5 separate regions of the Mus musculus genome follow, and all the other regions are linked to region 4. Evidence: chromatin contacts called from public promoter capture Hi-C data. All regions are on one chromosome and are shown on one strand. Each heading gives the region's core, a stretch centred on a gene start, on an enhancer-like site or on the middle of the called end of the contact. The rest is flanking DNA. Distances are from core to core; before and after follow the strand shown.

Evidence for each region. Promoter capture Hi-C pulls out the DNA fragments that hold promoters and counts their contacts.
Region 1: a promoter capture Hi-C map of pre-B cells shows a contact between it and region 4. The contact joins the promoter of Nipa2 here to the promoter of Svip in region 4. A contact is called at or near these places in 4 of 39 promoter capture datasets (cranial neural crest, frontonasal cranial neural crest, pre-B cells and 1 more).
Region 2: a promoter capture Hi-C map of pre-B cells shows a contact between it and region 4. The contact joins the promoter of Herc2 here to the promoter of Svip in region 4. A contact is called at or near these places in 3 of 39 promoter capture datasets (cranial neural crest, pre-B cells and second pharyngeal arch cranial neural crest).
Region 3: a contact with region 4 is called in a promoter capture Hi-C map of second pharyngeal arch cranial neural crest. The contact joins the promoter of Nipa1 here to the promoter of Svip in region 4. A contact is called at or near these places in 3 of 39 promoter capture datasets (cranial neural crest, frontonasal cranial neural crest and second pharyngeal arch cranial neural crest).
Region 5: a contact with region 4 is called in a promoter capture Hi-C map of second pharyngeal arch cranial neural crest. The contact joins the promoter of Tubgcp5 here to the promoter of Svip in region 4. A contact is called at or near these places in 4 of 39 promoter capture datasets (cranial neural crest, maxillary cranial neural crest, pre-B cells and 1 more).

What each region holds. Positions count from the first base shown.
Region 1 is chr7:55,961,216-55,963,915 of GRCm38.p6, forward strand. Nipa2 (non imprinted in Prader-Willi/Angelman syndrome 2 homolog (human)) reads right to left here and starts at 1,278. Exons shown (of 7, transcript NM_001256130.1): 1 at 985-1,278; 2 at 237-357. A230056P14Rik (RIKEN cDNA A230056P14 gene) reads left to right here and starts at 1,316. Exons shown (of 6, transcript NR_015495.2): 1 at 1,316-1,457.
Region 2 is chr7:56,048,797-56,051,496 of GRCm38.p6, forward strand. It overlaps Herc2 (HECT and RLD domain containing E3 ubiquitin protein ligase 2), which reads left to right and starts at 1,359. Exons shown (of 93, transcript NM_010418.2): 1 at 1,359-1,506; 2 at 2,060-2,152. The coding sequence starts at 2,081. It overlaps Gm34121 (predicted gene, 34121), which reads right to left and starts at 1,254. Exons shown (of 3, transcript NR_166588.1): 1 at 946-1,254.
Region 3 is chr7:56,018,287-56,020,986 of GRCm38.p6, forward strand. Nipa1 (non imprinted in Prader-Willi/Angelman syndrome 1 homolog (human)) reads right to left here and starts at 1,314. Exons shown (of 5, transcript NM_153578.3): 1 at 1,123-1,314. The coding sequence starts at 1,282.
Region 4 is chr7:52,004,631-52,007,330 of GRCm38.p6, forward strand. Svip (small VCP/p97-interacting protein) reads right to left here and starts at 1,388. Exons shown (of 4, transcript NM_001160345.1): 1 at 1,108-1,388. The coding sequence starts at 1,161.
Region 5 is chr7:55,792,793-55,795,492 of GRCm38.p6, forward strand. Tubgcp5 (tubulin, gamma complex associated protein 5) reads left to right here and starts at 1,333. Exons shown (of 23, transcript NM_146190.3): 1 at 1,333-1,548. The coding sequence starts at 1,403.

The DNA of each region.
Region 1 (2,700 bases), core at 28-2,527, 4.0 Mb after region 4:
TGGGCAGGAACCTCCGGGCAGTGGTGGCGCATGCCATTAATCCCAGCACTAGGGAGGCAGAGGAGGCCAGCCTGGTCTACAGAGTGAGTTCCAGGACAGCCAGGACTACACAGAGAAACCCTGTCTCTATAAAAATCAAAACAAAAAACAACCAAACAACCAAACAAAAAAATACTACAGAACCTAATCTCCGATCTAACTTAGCAATACTGTTAGAAATTAAAATTTTAACTTACATGTAAGTTTAATATGGTCTTTCTTTTAAAAAACAGAGATGATTTATTCATTCTCATTTTCTTGGAAACGCTATCCTTTATTCCCATTTAAAGTATTTAACCACGGCAGAGTAGTTCCACCCTGGAAAGAAGAAAATATGGAAGTAGGTGAAAGGACAGAAAATTACTAAATACTTAGATATATAGTTACTGGCCTTCCTGTTCTTTCACTTAGTAAGTACTGTAAGAGCTTCTACATACAGCTTACTGGAATGAAAAACGTCAAATCTCAGACTTCCTCTTTTAACTTTAAAAATAATTAATATGGTATCAAACGGGCACATGATATAGAATCTAAAGAAACTGCACTCAAGACCACTCCTAAACTAAATGCCTTGCCATTATCGTAGAGAAATCAAAGAAGCAGGAACCCCAAACCCTGCATTTTGTGTAAACCCTATTAAGTGCCAGGGAACTGAGTCAAGCAAGCTCAAAACGTTACAGCAAGCCGAAACCATCTTCTGAAAACTCACGAAGGCAAATAAAACTGATATGCAGAACTTAACGAGTACGCGACCGGACAGGGCCAACCAGCCAGACTTCTGCCGGATTGAATGGCAATCAATCCGACTCACTGCGGATCACCAGGGAAGCTGCGTCCACCCCAGAACACGCGAAAAAGCAAGTCGCCCCGGGGCCCTTCTCCGACCTCAGGCGGCCGACACAGCCCGCAGCTCCGCCCTGGAGCTCGCTTACAGGAAGTAGCTACCTTAGGGCCGTCGCAGGCCGGCGGGCGACTCGGCTCCCTCCGGGACGCGACCCCGGTGCCCGCTCAGACCCCCACGCAGGCAGCTCGCTCCTGCGCGCACACAGCCACCGTCTCCGGCGACGTCCCGCGGGAAGTTCGTGCATCCGAGACTGCAGTGAGCGCCGCCTCCTCCATGGGAGAGCCGAGAGGAGCCTACCTCGGACAGCCTTCGGCCGCACCGCGGCCAGCACCAGAAGAGCCGCCGAGAACCTGCCGGGAAACCTGGGCGCAGACTAGTGACGTAAACCGCGCGCGCTGGGCAGGCACAGCTCAGGCCCCGCCTCCGCAAGGCTCTTCGCCCCGCCCTGACAGCGAGCCGGAGGAGCCGTACCTTCTAAGGTCATCTTTGCTCACCTACTCATCAAAAATCCAGCCCTGTTATTTAAAATCCGATTTCCTGGGAGTCTTCACGTGGGACCTTTGGGATGGAGGAGGTGGGTTTGACCGCAAAGGGCGGAAGTGGGCGGGACAAGGAGGCAGGTTTCCAGGGAAGAGACAGTAAAGCTTGTGGAGGAGGACCTTGTGATTTGGACAAGAGATCTTTTCCACGAGATGCACAGGAAACAAAGTAATAGCTTTTTCTCGGCTGCTTTTGCTTTGAAAAGACCATTGAAGGCTGCTGAAAATCCTTGTTTACAGGATATGTTACTCCAAGAACATTTGTTTGGGTGTGTTTGGGAGGGAGATCCTTGTAAAATGAATTATACATTTATTGAAACATTAAAAACAGCACTGTAGTTTTCCTATCTCCTATGCTAATGCTTTGGACGTGATGGTCTAAAACATTGAGGGAGTGGCTAAGTAGCTAATTTAAAAGCTACTCTGCTGTGAACTTGACAACCAGATACCCAAGTGTCTTAGAACTGGCTCTTGAGGACTTATTTTGCTCAATTTTTAGGGTAGGCTAATTTCTAGATGACATGCAAGTGGGACTTTGATGATCAGGTAAATACAGAATGACTCCAATTTTTCCACCTTTCCATGTGTCCACAAATTTTACAGTACCTGCATCTCCACTCTCCCTGAATCTGCATTGGCTGGGGGAATGGTATTGAGCAAAGAAAAATGCAATGAAACTTGATAAGAAGCCCGGACTGGTGGGCAGGAGGGAATAATGGAGAACAAATGTAGTACAATGTAGACCAGGAACAAAGCCACCATACTGACTTCCTTCCTGGCTAACTCAGAATTGCTGGCAAGGGTCAGGTTGGTTCACATCAGCAAAACTGCCCCACTGACCCATCGGCCTAAAAGAAAGAATAAGTGATTGCCACCTCATTTTGGTTTAAATTGATAGGCAGCAATAACTTAACTGATAAAGATGGCAACAGACATCTCCAAAGACCTGTTGATTATCATAAAGGCACTGGTTGGTTCATTTGAACAGGTGTGTGCCGTATGTGGGATCAGCATTGTAATTTAACCGTGGTAGAGAATTATCTTGTGGCACCTCCCTCTCCCTTCCCTTCCTCCTTCTCACTCCCTCCTCCCCATTGTCCTAAACATCCAAGGTACAGATCCTTCTCATCCATCTGCTTTCATCATTACAATCCTTTAGCTACTGTCACACTCATTATCTGGTCCTCCAAGCCAGTACTCACATCACACAGTGGAGTGAGTGTGGTGTGTGTGTGTGTGTATGTGTGTGTGTGTGTGTGAGTGCCTATTTAGTATGCT
Region 2 (2,700 bases), core at 109-2,608, 4.0 Mb after region 4:
GTAGACTATGCCTCATGGATCAAAATGATGTGTTTGCTTGGTGTATTCTTGCCACACATGGGTTCTCTTGCCTCTATACCATGCTATGCAACATCAGAAATGCCGTCACCAGATACCAGTGCTATGCTCTTAGACTTAGCCTCCAGAAGTGTGAGGTACAAATGCCTGTATTTATTATTCAGTCATGTTGTTACAGCAACACAAAATGGACTACAAACATCGTTTTTTTAGAGCTAGCAGACACAGTTCTAAAAATGTACGTAGGTAAACATGCTTCAGTATGTGGAGGGACGAAGGGTGTCTTGCATGAGAAGGGAGCCTAAGGGCCAGAGATGCCTCCTCGGGTGTTACCTTCTACTGGTAATTATGCTGTCATGCCTCAGGTTCAAAGCCCTGTCCACCCTAACTGTATTTTGGATGTGGTTGAATTTGAAACCTTGTTCAGATACTTTTGAGTTGAAGCAGAAGTAAATTAGAGTCACACAGTCTTTGGGAGGTGTGATAGACTGTGGATCTTTTATACTGCTTCCTGCTGCTTGAAACAGAGATGTGATGTCTGAGCTATGGCAAATCCCTTGACCCTTGGGAGTGAGTTTGAAGATACATACCAAGGATGACAAAAGACAGGTATTTTAACGTTGCAACTGGGCCACCATACCACTGTGGCATATCCCTCATTGCTGCCTTCTAACACGTGGGAAAAAAATGAACCATCGTATTTAAAACAACAAATCGCACCCAGTTCCTATTTCAAATGTTCTAAGTCCTTTCTTTGCCTTCTCATGGAAAAGTTTAATTTCCACATGCTTGAAGATTATGTTATGTTTTATTTGTAGTTATTTGATTATTCCATGATGATCAGAGAACATATTTTGTGTGATTTTAATTGCTCTTTTCTTACTCCCGCACCCCCATTCCCCCAGGGTCTCTTAACCCAGAATTCACCTGCTTCTGCCTTCCTGGTGCCAGGGTTAAAGGCGAGTACTACCAGGCCCGGATCAATTACTTTTTCTTAAATTTCCTCTTCTGTCCACTGACTCAAAGGCCAAAAGGACGCTGTCGTTAAAGCACAGGGAGCCTCGAGAACCTCGTCCCGCTGCAAATACCTTACCAACTTCGGGTCCCTGGAAGCAAACACAGTCTGGGAAGGGTTGGGACTGGGCAAGCCAGCGTGCGTGCGCACAAGTCCCACCTCCCGGCGTCTGCGGTTGGCTCTCGCTGAGCGGGTGAGTCTCAAGAAGGAAGCTGAGTCGTGCTGAAGGAAGCGGAAGTTGGGGGAGGGGCGTGCGACGCTGCTCGTCCATTGGCTGAAGCCGTCTCTCACCCTTGCGCTATTGGGCGGGCGCAGCCATGCGTCAGCGTGCGCTTCGGGCCGCAGACTGGATCGCGAGCGCCGGCCGGCTCCTGCAGGGAGTGTTCCCTCAGCCGGCTGGCGGAGCAGGCGGCGCCAGGGCTGGCCGAGCTGGGCCGAAGGAGGGCGGAGGGGCCGAAGACGGGCGGCGCCAGGTCCGGGAGAGCGGGGCCCGGAGAGCGGCGGGCGGAAGGCGGGCGTTGGCGCGGAGGAACCAGGGCCTGTGCGCCTCGGAGGCCGCGCAGTCACGGCTGTCTTTTTAGTATTTAGGCGATTGTTGTAGATTTATCTGCAGACATGACTTTTGTTTATTTACCACACTCCGCCGGACTGCTGTAGGTATAGCGGCTGATGCACACTGGTGTCATTTGTCGTTGCGATAGTGAGTTTTTTTTCCTGACGTGTGTCTGTGTGTGTCCCTTTGGATTTAAAGGAGTGGGATGACATTGTGCAGTGGTCGCCGGTGACCACTGTAGGTCCGGCCGGCGTATTGGGAAATCCCAGCGACTCTACCTCTATTGGAAGTGGTATTTCCCTCCCTTCTCCCGTTCTGGGGCCAGCTTTCCCTCTCATCCCTCATCCTCTCGTCCCCTCCCCCAGCTCTCCTTCCCTGTTTTATGTTCTGTCTCGGCCGCGTTAAACAGCAGGATGGTGTAAATAGCAGTTTAAAGAAGCTCGAGGGCTCCAGCGTTTGTGTTTGACTTGCAGGTCTGACCACCCGGAGGAAACATGCCTTCTGAGTCTTTCTGTTTGGCTGCCCAGTCTCGCCTTGACTCCAAATGGTTGAAAACAGATATCCAGGTGGGGTGAACATGGTTTTCTCTTTTCTTTGTGTGTTCCTGTCTCTATAAAAAATGTTTGCTTGAGGAGAATGTGTGAGTGAATGGCAATTAGATCTTGTCTTAGGAAGATTATTTCTTATAATTTACAATGTGACATTTATTATGACTGTTGAAGAGATGCTATGTGGTTGTGGCTTAATTGAAGTTAGTTGTAAGTGCAAGAAACTTGAGATCCAGTTATGCAATTTTTCAGTATTTTTATTCTGGAGGCTTATTTTTATTTGTTTATTTTTTTAAGACAGGGTTTCATATTCCCAGGCTGGCCTTGAACTCCTCAGTGTAGGTGAGGATGACCTGACATCCGATCCTTTTGCCTCCACCTCTTGAGTGCTAGCATTGCAGCACCTTAACACCTTGCTGGGATTATGTGGTATAGTTAGGCAGGTATTTTACCAGCTGAACTCCATCCCAGGTCCTGCCAACATTCTTAATCAAGACTTGACTGTTGTTTGTTTCTTTTTCTTTTTTTCCCCCCTCTTATTTTTAGAAAGGGTCTCCCTGTTAACT
Region 3 (2,700 bases), core at 64-2,563, 4.0 Mb after region 4:
ACACATTGACAGTCTCCAACGTAGTTGCCTAATGTATACCAGATGTGTTTGTACATTACAGACACATCTGCAGGCTTGGGAGATCCTATTGGTTTTTTATTAGGATTGCAATGCTTTCATTTTGAAATAAATTTATTTAAATAAGCATTACTGGTTTTGTACTTTCGCTCAATATTTTCAGTTCTTTGTCTCTTTTCTGAAGCTTCCTGGCTACCCAGACAGCTTAGTCAAAATTTCAAACGTGTTCTGGAATTGGAACTAGTAAGTGTATTTACCTCTCATACACTGGCAACCAGCTCGTTACCCCTAGAGCCCTTGAGGTTGTGGCTCCAACCACAAGCCTTTCTTGGTTTCTCTGAAAGCAATGTTTACTTTCCCCGTCAAAGTATTCTGCCTCTTACATGCAGTGCCTGTCACAGGCCTCTCAACACAATGACATGGCATGGACAAAGAAGGTCTCTGTGCCTTATCCCACTTCCCTATCACTATGGAGTGATATCTGATGATGGGTTGACCCAGGGCATCCTCAGTAGGGGGGCCCGTTTGCATGCCTGTTTGATGTTTTCTTCATGCTTTAGACACTTCAGACAACCACAGGTAAGTTATCTAAGGATCCCAGGGCAAAAGCCGCCGGGAAGATCAGACCTTGCAATCAAGGTGACAGTGGGCACCTCAATGAAGACAGTACATCCTCTGGACCCACCACACACCCTTACTTCTTCACACCACCAAGTGTTCTCCCAAGAGCACCCCGGCCCAGTCTAAGTGAAAGGCAGGCCTGGCTCCACCCACCTCTGGATCCTATGAATAGGAAGCTCTGCCTGACAGTAGGTGAGTGAGGGCCTCTGGGCATAGGGCTCCAAGCTGAGCATCTGTCCCGATGCTCTGCTGCGGGGTAGGGGTTGGAGGACTGGACAGGTATAGGAACGGGGCAAGATGTCCGGTGAAGGGCTCCTGAAAGAGTGAATAAGGCCTCCCCGGTCGCAGAGAAGAGACAGAAGGAGACCGCGTAGAATGCGGAGGTGATGCCTGCGGGGTAGCCAGGGGAGCCGGCCCGTGCTCTGTGCACAGACACCGGCAGACGCGTGGTGCGGACCCCGGCCCGACCTCGGCCCGCCCTACCTCGCCTTTTAGCGCGCACAATGCCCTTCTTCTGCAGCACGAACGTGGACCCGTTCACTAGGCTGGACACCACAGCCACGCCCAGGCCGAGCGACACGGCGGCGGGGCTCGGGCCGCGCGCCCCCTCCCCGGCCGCCGCAGCCGCCGCCGCAGTCCCCATGCCGCCCGCGCCGCCCTCCGCTGCGCGTGCGCGCGCCGCGCCCCACGGGCTTGGAGAAGGAGCGGCGCGGGGCGGGGCAGAGAGGGAGCCGGAGTTCGGGGTCGGACTGCGAAGTAAGACAGGGGTGGGAGCGAGCTTAGGGGGTGGATGGGAAGCATGCAGTGGGATCAGAGGAGGAGCCGAAAGGCTTCTGCGGTCTGTGTGGATAGTATAATAATTCCGTAGAGCGTGCTGGTGCAGCGCCTGGGGCAGAAAGCTCTGCAGTACCAAGAGCCCTAGGGCGTCTGGTGGGGATGGTCAAGCTGTCCCCAGAGGAGCTCAGGTCTTCTAGGAACTCTGTTCTGTACTACCAAAGAGATGCTTTCTTCTTTGCTGCTTTGCTCCCTGGGAGGTCCGCTACCTTCACTCTGGATCATTGACCTTGTGATCATACTGTAGTGTTTCATTTTAATTCTTAATAAAGTATATCAAGATTATAAGGGAAAGTTATTTTGACTCACTTCGCCAACTCTCACTTAAGTATTCTGGGCCATTCCCACGCTTTCAAAGGCAATGCACATTTTTTTCTCTTTTATTGAGTGTTATGTAGCAATCTATTTCCATGTTATCACACAATTATTGTTTTAATAGCTGTGTGATGTCTATGAAAATATATTGTATCAAACCATTCATCAGATTGTTGGTTGTTAGGTTGCTCCAAGTGTTTGTTTCTCTATTCTATAATCATGCTATATTGAAAACTTAATTTAAAAAAAAGTTGGTTTAGGAAGTATACATGTCTTTTTGAAACTCTATAACGCAGTATTATTGCCGAAGCAATATAAAATTGGACTATTTATGCACTGAAACTACTGAATGGTTAGCCGCGCAGTGTGTTGAAGGCCTTTAATCCCAGGAGGCAAAGGCAGACAGATCTCTGTGAATTCAAGACCAGGCTGCTCTTCAGATCGAGTCCCAGGACAGCTAAGGCTACACAGAAACCCTGTCTTCAAAAACCATCCCCACCAACACTCTACTAAGCCAGTCTACCGTTGTTTCCTTCCGGGTGATAATTTACTCATAAAAGTCACCAATTCTGTCAGTGAGGCAAATGAAACCACTGAACTAGGGTAGTAAGATGGTTTTTTGGGGACAAACTGCCAGGCTGATTCAGACTGGAGAATAGCATCCTGCCAAATGAGCCTTGTCAGATTTATGGGGAGGAGACCTGCCGGCCAGACAGTCTGAGAGTTGGTGTAGGGACTTGGATCTCTTACAGACTGAGCTGATCAGAAACCAGGTGACCTTTCCCTGAGGTCAGGGAAGAGCGAGGGAATTTCTGTCCCCCAGAAATTGAGGAACGCTGAATTTAGGTTCCTGTGTACTCAATAATAACCTTTCTGTTCACTGGGTAAGAACCTGGCCTGGTGTGAGCGGTT
Region 4 (2,700 bases), core at 138-2,637:
ATTTTTCTATGCCCTTTACTTCTCATGTGTAAAGTCTTTAAATACACTGAGACAATGAATAGCATTCTCTTGGGATGTAGTTTTAGCCATTCCTTCTCCGCCAAGTGCACACATTCGTCCATCACAATGATTGCTGCCAATTTTTCTAAGAACACAGCAACGAAATGCAGACATCCATGCATACAAAGCTTGAGTTTTGATTAGTGTGTGGAAACAAATGTAAGCAAATACACAAACATGCATCTGATGGGAGTAATTACCCAGGAAGAGATATAATAACCATGGTAGATAAGGAATAGGAGGGAGGTTTCTAGAGCATGTTTATTTAGGTGGTCAGAGAAATTGTAGGTGTTAAGTGAAATACACCGGTGGGCCCTATGGCTAAGGGCAGAGAATGGGAGGAGAGATGCCTTAACAAATGCTAGCAGAATAATATTTTTTCTCATGAGCTAAACAAAATTAATAGCATTTTAAAACAATAGCAGTCATAAAGGCAAGTTGAACTTCCTCACATCTACTAAACAGTCACTTTAGTGTCTATAACCTAGTGGCTAAGATATTATTAATATACTTCCCTAAATCTCTCATTTCTTCAACTAATCTTTGGCTACCCTGAGAACCGATGTTGAGACCAAGTTAGATTGTCATATTATCAAGTACGGGTAAAGGATATTAAAGTAAGTATACTCTTACTGCATAAGGCCTGCTTGGATTCGAATATCAAAAAAAATAAAATGCCTGTCTTCACATAAAATTATCCCAAACACAGCACTACTAGGAATCTACACGTAAACGTATTGCTTGTTTATGTGGGATTTAAACCTGGGCTTCAAACCGGCTGTTAAAACTGAGCAAAGGGAAGGCGCGGGTTAATTATCCTCTAAATGGCGAGAGGAGCGGCGCGTCCCGGACCTTCTAGGTACAGCTGGTACAGACAAGAGAAGAGACACATGTCTGGAGCAGCCACTGAAAACAGCAGCTCCAACCTATGCCATCCGAGGAGGGTCCTTAGGGGAGGGTCAGGAGGCCCAGCAGGTGCACCTTCCCTCCGACTGCACTGCAACGGCCGCCGCGTGCAAGACTTGCACGGGGAGGCCGTCTACTCACCGGGCTCGGGGATGGTGGTGCGGACTCCGCGGGACAAGGGAAGCACAGCCCCATGGGGACGCAGGCACCCAGGGCCGGGAACCCGAATCCTCGCTGGGGGCTGCAGCAGGCCCCGCCCAGGAGCAAACCCCGCCCCCACCTGACCTGCTGCAAAGCTCCGCCCCGCGCCAGGACCTGCCCCGCAGTAAGACCCACCCCATCTGAGGCGCAAGCGCCCCTCCCCCTCCTCCTCGCCCCCCCTCCCCCGCGAACACCACCACAAGCTCCGCCCAATTTCAAGCCCCACCCCTGTCCTGCCCTTGGCAGACCCCACCCTACCCGCCCTAGCAACAAGCCTTGTCCCTCCAGGCCTGCGGCAAGCCCCGCCCCCAGGGCGAACCTGCTTCGCCCGACCCGGCGGCAATCCTCTTTCATCCGGTCCAACATCAAGTCCCGCCTCCTCCACAAATCCCACCCAATAGGGTTTAACAGCAACCCAACCAAGGGGTTTCTCTCTTGAACCTTGAAGCCTCCCTATGGCAACGCCCCACCCATCTGCGGCAAGCCCCGCCCCTTCAGTAGTGCTACACCTGATCCACCCTTTAGCTGTCAGCCAGCTCCTCCAAATGAAACGCCCCACTCCCACCCCGTTTTCACACACAACCCCACCCTCCCACTCCCATCAAGACTCAAAATTCCACTCTCATTGCCCCGCTGATTAAGCACTTTCTGCGGCTGTGCGGAGCCCTGGCCATTCTAGGAGCTCTGCGCAAGCGTACTGGGCATGGGTAGGCACCTGTTGAATCCGCGCTAGGGAAAGAAGGAATTCTGGCCCTTGACACTCAGAAACCAGCATTTCAAGGGTGCTGTCTGCTACCTTGTTGGTATTTTAGTGAGGTCAGTACTGTGTCTCTGAGATGGCAGGATGGGAAAACTGCCACATAATCCCGTCTCAGAGGTAGCTCCTTGCTATCCACGTTTTCCGCTTAGGGACAACGAAAAAGTGCACCCAGAAAAACTTGAGTGAAGTGCGGCTCAGATTTTAATGACAGTAAGACTATTGTTTTCTCTTTCCTTCCTCTTCCTTCTTTCTCTCCGGTTCTATATCTCTTGTCACTTCGTGGATGGCCACTCACTCATACTACATTCAAGTGGACAAATCCTTCCATTTCCTTTTGATAAGCACACAGAAACTATTATTTGAAGTTGCTGTGCTTCAAAATAGTACATATGTATTTCATATTTCTATATTTCTATTTCTTATAAACGTGTGAAAATTTACCCCCAATTATCCACTCGGAATTTTGAGTTTTTTTCATTTTCAAGAAATTTCACATTTGTTAGTGTCATGTTTTGATAATTACAAAACACAATTAACAGAAAGTCATCTTAGGTGTAAGATTACTGATTTCTTTTTTCCTTTAGCTTGACCAAACTCCGATTTCTTTCTGATTGCCTCCCTATTCTTAAAGTTTTTACATTAGAAATCTTTCAATTTTAAATATTCCTCTGCCTTTTAAGATGTTCTTCTCCTGGCCTCTTAGCACTTTTATAACCCAGAACCTTATCAAGGACCAGTGTGTCCTTATCTTTGAAATAAAACACTCAGAAATA
Region 5 (2,700 bases), core at 83-2,582, 3.8 Mb after region 4:
AACAAAGACCTTCCTCGTGAGGGATTCGTCTAAGAAAAAGTCAGGCAAGTACCAATTGGGGTGGCAGGTGCTACCTAATGCGGACGATTTATAAAGGCTCAAAGGCTCCAGCTGCTGCTCTGACGACTTTGCCCACGTCTGCTCTCAAGAGTGCTTTCCCCTTTTTATATTTTGAAAATGACGTTTTAAAATTTATTTTTGTATGGGGTGGAGGTACGCACACATGGGAATTATAAGACTACTTATGGGACATGGTTCTCTCCTATCATGTGAGTCCACACGATGGGATGCAAGCAGCCAGGCCTGACAGCCAGCAACTTTATTAAGTAAGCCAGCTTTTTTTGTTTTGTTTTGGGTTTGTTGTTGCTGTTGTTGTTTTGGTTGTTTTGTTCTGATTTTTTTTTTTTTTTTTCGAGACAGGGTTTCTCTGTATAGCCCTGGCTGTCCTGGAACTCACTCTGTAGGCTGGCCTTGAACTCAGAGCCACTTTCCCTTTCTTGAGAACTTGTTCGAGGGTTCTAACAAGAAAGCACAACTGCCTGTACTGTAACAAGGACAAGTCCTCCATAGGGAAGGTCGGCCTAACCCAAAGCTGTGGGTGCACAAAGAACAGTAACAGAAAAGCATCCCCGGCCATCAAGTGGGTGACAGACAGCTGGCCCTCACATACATCTCCACCTTACTAATAAACCAGCAGTTTCAGCATGTGGGCAGTGACCCGCAGTAGGGATCACACATCAGATAGTTACATTACAATTCGTAAACTAGCAAAAGTATAACTATGAAGTAGCAACGAAATAATTTAATGGTTATGGGTCATCCCAGCGAGAGGAACTATATTAAAGGGTCACAGCATTTGGAAGGTTCAGAGCCATTGTAATACATAAATGGGCACTATCGCTGCTTTAACCATATGTTCCTGGTCTAATCAGAAGCATGTGTTTAGTTGGGGAGCTCTGAGAGCCCAGTTTAGGTCGTCTGGAGGAGAAAGTGAAGGCCGGAGCATGAACAAATAAGTCACGATGTTCAAAAATGTCGGAAACTATACCCTGGAACCAAAAAACTGGTTGGCTCAAAATGCATCAGAATTTAAATCGTTAATCAGGAGTATCCAGAGTCCCTTATTAACAATGATTAATAATAAATAATGGTTAGCTGTCTGAAGACTCTCGGATTTCCCGGTGTGCAAGCAGAAAGAGCACATCTCTTCCCCACCCACGGACGCACCGCATCCAGCAACCAGCATCCACTCCCATCAGCACCTTTCCCAGGCACAGCTCCGGGGCTGCCGGAACTCTCGCGGAAACATCCTCCACATCTCGAAACCCCGGTGCCGGGACGGGCGGAACTCTCGCGAGAACAGTCGCCACTTAGCAGAGATCCTGATAGGTACGCCGCGGCAATGGCCCGGCCTAAGTCGTCCGGGAGCCGGATGGACAGACAGCTGGAGCATGATGTGTGCGAGCTCGTCCGGCAGGTTACGGGGCTGCAGGACGAGGCGGACCCCAACTTCCAGCTGGCCCTGGACTTCGTCTGGTCCAACTTCAGGTGTGGGATCGCGGCTACGAGCTGAAGTCGCGCGGGCGGGCGGGTCCGGGTCGGGAGTGCGGCCTCCGGCACCCCTGCGTCTGCTGCAGCTGCTGTGCCTTGGTTTCCCCTTAGGTGCCCTTGCGAGAAACCCGCAGTTGCAGCGGCACATTCCTAGAGAGCTGTTGACTCTGCTCACCCGCACGCAGTACGGTGCACATCAAAAGTCATTTGATGGCTGGGAAAGTGAATTTTTAGCGCCAAATTCTGATCACATCCTGTTAGGTTTTTTGGGGGTTTTTTGTTTTGTTTTGTTTTTTGTTTGTCTCACCAACCCCCCTCTTCTCTTGCTCGGACCACTTACAAGTTTCCCCGCTTCTGTGTCCTCCCTTTGCATTGCATAAAACAAATTCAAGTTCTACTATTGAGCAACACATAGCATGTCTAGTAGAAGTCACCCTAAACAGTGAACAGTTTGTCAGACTGTGATCCTGATTCTAAGCGCAGGACGTGAGTGTCTGCCTAGTTCGTGAGACTACAGACCTCTCAGGTTGATGGGAAGCAAGCCAACGATCCAAAACCACAAGTGCAATTTCTAGTTATAACCTATAGAAAGAACAAGGATTCAAAGAAGTCAGGTAACTCGAAAAGCAGATGTACCACAAGTATTTTTTCTAGTGGCAGATAGGAGGGAGGGGATAGTCATTTTAGAGTTGGGAAGAGACATAGATGCTGCATAGTATAACAGAAGTACTAAAAGCATACCTATAACACTCTGTCACCAGTGTCACCCGTAGAAAACATGTGGCAGTCACCTTGTGTTACAGTTGCTTTATTTCCACATGTTGTTCGTTGTTACATTAATGACAGCCTTTGGTCCCACTGCTAAATTTTAGGTTTTGTTGTTGATGATGTTATGTGTATGATTTGACTCTGTGTACACGTGTGCATGTGTGTGCCTGGTGCCCAAGGCAGCTGATCCCCTGGAACTGGGATTATAAACAGCCTGTGGGTGCTGTGAATAGAACCTGGGGACCCTGAGCAATGGCGTGGGCTCTTAACCCCCGAGGCATCTCTCCAGACCCTTTCAAAGCTTTCTAAATATTTGATAATTGTACATGAATATGTTTGCTTTTCTTTGTATTTCATTTTGTACATTTAGCAGAATTATTC